Regions from separate parts of the Hordeum vulgare genome. Here region 1 is linked to region 2. A link is a contact called in public Hi-C data. All regions are on one chromosome and are shown on one strand. The core of a region is the stretch at or near the end of the contact, and the rest is flanking DNA. Distances in the headings are between cores, read along the strand shown. Region 1 has its middle 140 kb from the start of LOC123439464. Region 2 has its middle 76 kb from the start of LOC123411734.

Region 1 (2,700 bases), core at 175-2,674, 520 kb before region 2:
GATGCCACAAGAGCATATTTCAAGAGAGCAAGTCAAACCATGCGCAATAAAGCTCACCGAAATTTGTTCTTTTGCGAAAACTGGGGGCATTATAAAATTATTACTTCAGGCAGGATGCAATGGACATCTTATCCCACTTATCTAAGGCAGCAACGTTATCTTATCTGCTCAGAACTACTTAAAGAATCCTTCGCGCTGTCGGGGCCAACAGAATGACTTTAGAGGAAAGCTAGCAAAACCTAGTCAGCATGCACGTTGGTTTAACTTGGACATCCAAGGGCAGAAATTAAAAATGACAGAACTGGGGATGGTGGCTAGGATGAGTTGAGCAGAGCACGTCGGCTGAGTGCAACTTCTCTCCTAATGGTCCTGTTTGTTTTGTTTGCTAGGAAAAAAATGCGTACTTCCAGTATTTGAATCATGAAGACAACGTGATTGTAGTGGCTAATTGATATGTAGGGTGTGCTCCAGCATAGATAAATACTATCTCCATTTTATAATATAAGATGTTATTACAACCAAGCTAGTCAGTGGAATTTATTTTTATGGAGCGATGTTTCATCTTACAACGACGGATCCCGACGGCATGACGTAGTGGAGACTCATCGTTCGATGTCCGGAGATGGACTCGCATAGGAGAAGGACGTTGTCTGATGTTATGATGACGTCGATGGCAGAGAGTCCCGACAAGGTCGGTGCGTTATTCTTCTCTGAAGATGGATTGGTGAAAGACGACGAGGATGATACATGAGAGTGCGTCGGACCGGTTTATAGTCAAAACTCAGTATATGGCTTGGTTGGGGCATTCATTTTAGATATTAGGCTTTCGTACTATGTATGTTTGATATTAGGCTCGGACTATTAACACCACTTTATTAAGTAAATAGAACTAGCGAGAATTGTTGTTAAGATGACGACTTTAGACAACCTGATATACTATTTTATAAAGTTTTTATGAATAATCAATACAATGATTGAATGCAAGATGCAGGAACCGTGTAATCCTCTTTTCTAGGAAAACAATTAAGCTGATCACGACGGATCACATGATTCAAATTCGATGTGTCTAAGGTGCGGATAGAGAGAGATATAGGAGAGGTTGCTTGATTATACCATCCGGATATGTATGCGTTTGAGTAAGTTGATGAAATTGAACAAATTAAGTATCATCCCTTGCAAGACACTGGCATATCTTCTAATCATTTAGCGATGATAGCGATCACCTAAAGGAAAAGCTGACAGTGACATATACTAGACCATGTCCACACCTTTTTTCTGCGAAAAGGAACCATACAATATCCACACCTGATAACACGCACCCAGCATTAGCAAAAAAGGAAAAGGATGCATGCACCCGAATGGGCCTTAACGGGATCGATTTAGTCCTGGTCGGGATGTCACATCAGGCTGTGACATGAGGTCGCGACTATGTCTCGCTCGCCGCGACACGGTAGAAAGTCTAGCCTCAAGCAGCCGTCGTAATGAGCCGCTCCAGCGCGGACTACAAGCCTTCAACGCTTTTGTTTTCAACCTTTTTTTTTAACTTTATCTTTCTTTTTTGCATTTTCTAAATTTATTAATATTATACATACATATATTGCAAAACAAATTTTACATACAAATCATAAAAATCTTAATCGCGCTCCAAAAATATTAAATCTGTTCAGGAAAATGTTACTAGCGTACATAACAATTGTACAATGTGTATGAAAAATAGCAGATAACAAAATACATATTTAAAGAACAATAATGTGCATATAAAAAATGTTCCTGGTGTATACAAAAAATATATATGATGTGTATGAAAAAAAGGAGTCTACCAAAACTTGTTTGGGACTAAAGACTTTGTTGCTCTTGTAGTATGAAAAAAATAGAAAACTAAAATATATGTATAGAAATGTTAATCATGTTTTGGAAAAATCTTAAACTTATCTGCCAATAATGATTCTAATGTATAGGTTCTTTTAGAAAAATGTGTATGAAAAAATAGATATAAAAATCATTTTTTTGCAAAATTTAATCACGTATTTGGAAATGTATAGGTTCTTTTAGAAAAACGTGTATATAAAAAATACCTGGTGTACACATAAATATTGAATGTGTTTGAAGAAAAAATGACATCAAATATATGTTCGAAAAAAGTAATATTTTTGTACTTTAAAAACTGTTCAATCGTGTACATAAAATTTATCATGCAATGTAAAAAATGTTTGCATATGACTAAAATTGTTTGTTGCCACTAAAGAAATGTGTTTAACATTTTAAATAAATATTTACGTGCCACCAAAAAATGTCTGTGAAATTTTAACAATGTTAAGCAATTGTTTGCATTGTCATAATAAAAAAATCAACGCGTATTTAAAAATATTGACCATGTATACAAAAGGTGCTCAAAACCATACACTAAAACAAAAATGCAAATCCTGTATTTAAATTTTTTTGAAATTTTATCAAATATATATTTCATGTCTAAACTAAAAATATATGTTGTGTGTTCATAAAAGTTGACATGTGCCAAGAAAAAGAAAAACAAAGAAACTTCACAAAGAAATAAAACAAGGGAAAGCAAACAAAAAACATGAGTACATAAGCAAATTAAAAATAAAAAAACAATTAAAATCAAGAAAGAAATAATGAAAAGGGTGAAGAGGAAAAAAATAAAAATGTGGAAACTGAGAAAGAAAGAAGGGAAAATCTAAC
Region 2 (2,700 bases), core at 18-2,517:
ATATATCGGAAAGCGAGTGACTTGTAACATATTTTCAAGGTTGAGTCCTTATCTAACAAAGGGACTAACAAACTTAAAAAGAAAAATAATAAGAAAAAGACGCAAACATGGCTAGATAATATCTGGCTTGACGTTTAAGCAAAATAAGTGTCTCACCCGCACTAAAATGAATATTTGGGGCATACATATGAGATGGAATATGTCTACATATATTTTCGAGTTCTGAAACCGAATCATAGAAACATTCGCATTCAGACCTCGAGGGGCATCTGTTGACATCAATTTCGACCAAAGTAAGATACAATGCTTAGTTATTATTCTAACAAATAAATTACTCTAGATTTTTTTTAGTGAATTGCCGAATACGCGAATAAAAACACCATTATGAATTTCCGTTGCGCATCTCATTATAAAGTAAAGGAGCCGAAATTAAAGGAAATGAGCCATATTATCCCATAAATTACCGAACATATGATTTTCATACACGCACACCATCATTAATGGCAAAATATTAATACTGACACAAATTAAAGTTTCATAGCACGCTAAGATATTATATTGCATCATTTCTAAAAGAAAATACTGGTATAATACTTCTGTAAAATGATGTGATGCATAATGATGTATAAAATATTTGATAGGCTATCATATAATTATGAAGGCAAGAGTTCCTTTCCCATCAGAGTTAATTTGACTAAGGGTCTGTTTGGTTCCCAGCCACACTTCGTCAAGCCAAAATTTGGCAGCCACAGTTTAGTTGGCATATATTTGGTTTTTGCCACACTTTGGCTTGCTACACTTTATTGTCGCTATGGCCCATTTGTTATAAAGTCAATTTTTTTGCCAACTTTTGTCAAAGTTTGACGTTCGTTTTTTCAGCCACATTTTGTGGCTTGCCACACTTTAATGGCTTGTCACACTTTGGCTTAGCAAAATTAGTCTCCAACCAAACGGGCCCTAAGTGCACTCATACGAAATGAATACGTACATGCAATGGTGCATGTAAGAGCAACTCCATCCGTTCCTAAATATGATTTTTTTAAACGTCCATTAAGAGACTACATACGAATTTATATAGATATATACTTTAAAGTATAGATTCATTTATTTTATTTTATATATAGTCTTCTAGTAAAATATATACAAAGACTTATATTTAGAAACTTAGGGACTACGTGCATGCATGAGATTATAAATAGACGGCAAGTCTAACAAACTAATGAAGTAATTACCCAGCCCATGGCCCATATGGCAAGGTCACACGTACAGAACGTACTCCATTTTCTATTTGGTGCCACAGGCGTCAGTTAACGTGCAATTTTTCTTAACCAGCGCCTGTGGCATTTGTAAATGGGCCGGCCCATCTAGACGCCATTTGACGTTTTGTTCTAAGCTGTATAAACTTATTTGAATATTGATGAACATTTTTCAAAATTTCAGAGAATATTTTCTAAGATTAATAAACTTTTTTGATTATTGATTAATATTTTTCAATTTTCATAAACATGTTTAAAAAAAATGGATGAACTGTTTTAAGATTTATTATCTACTTTTTCAGTTAAATGAACTTTTTTTAAAAATACATGAACTTTTGCTGAATTTTTATGAACTTTTAAAAAATTATTGATCTTTTTAAAAATTTAATGAGCTTTTCCTAAATTTTATGAACTTTCTTTACATTTTGAACGATTTTTTTTCAAATTGATGAACTTTTTTCAAAATTGATGATCCTTTTTAAAAATATATGAACTTTTTTTCAGCTGGATGAACCTTTTTTCTTCAAATCTGTAAACTCCTTTTTCATTTCGTAATAAAAAATAGAAAAAAACTGGACGGCACAGTAATGAGCCGGCCCATGGTAGCAGGACTGCAAGCGTCGGATTGTTAACAGCTGCCTGCAGCACTAGATAAGAGTTCCAGGATGACCTTGCCCTATGCTTAGGCGTTGCCTCTCGCTACGTCCAACTGTCGGGGCTTCGCAGATGCGAACGACCCTGCAGCGACGCAGCCGGCCGGCCAGTTTAAGCCTTCCAACGCCTCCGTTTTTGAAAACCTTTCTGAAGGTTTCCAGCTCGGTTTTTCTGGTTTTAAAAAACTTCTAAATGGTTTTCGGAACCATTTTTTTCTTTATTCTTTTCCGTTTCTCTTTTATTTTTTGTTTATGCTTTGGAAAATGTTCTGGATTTTTAAAAAATGTTTTTGATTTTCAAAAAGTTCTTCAAATTGTAAAACCGTTTTTTTCTTTTTAAAACAATCTTTTGGATTTTCAGAAAAAGTTCTGGGTTTTTTAAAAAGGCTCTGGATTTTCTATAAATGTTCTCGGTTTTCGAAAAAATGTTCATGATTCCCAAAAATTATTCTTCAAATTCGAAAAAGATTTTTGCTCATTAATAGAATATTCTGTATTTTTTTAAACGTTCTGGATTATCAGGAAATGTTTGGAATTTTCAAAAAAGCTTCTGAATTTGAAAAAAATGTTCTTTAAAACCAGAAATGTTTGAAAATTGTTCTTGGTTTAAAAATTAGTTCTCAATTTAAAAATTGTCCGCGCTTCCAAATTGGTGCACAATTTTTTGAAATTGTTCTTGGTTTCAAAAAAAGTTCTCAAGATTCAAAAAATGTTTCTACTTTAAAAATTTATTCGTTCTTTCAAATTTGTTTTCTGTATTAAAAATGTTTTAAATTGTATGGGCTTCCAAA

The links. Hi-C and Micro-C count contacts between places; a contact is called where the count stands out from the background.
Region 1: a Hi-C map of seedling shows a contact between it and region 2, with 3 times the contacts expected there. The contact joins two enhancer-like sites. A contact is called at or near these places in 2 of 6 Hi-C or Micro-C datasets (leaf and seedling).

The regions. Positions count from the first base shown.
Region 1 is chr1H:386,897,280-386,899,979 of MorexV3_pseudomolecules_assembly, reverse strand. No RefSeq gene overlaps it. Among protein-coding and RNA genes, the nearest start is that of LOC123439464, 140 kb to the left of the region's middle. Within about 2 kb of position 1,424, at least 3 of the 3 cell types and tissues checked have open chromatin away from gene starts, as enhancers often do. A contact at or near this core is called in leaf and seedling, where this site is marked.
Region 2 is chr1H:386,377,233-386,379,932 of MorexV3_pseudomolecules_assembly, reverse strand. No RefSeq gene overlaps it. Among protein-coding and RNA genes, the nearest start is that of LOC123411734, 76 kb to the right of the region's middle. Within about 2 kb of position 1,267, at least 3 of the 3 cell types and tissues checked have open chromatin away from gene starts, as enhancers often do. A contact at or near this core is called in leaf and seedling, where this site is marked.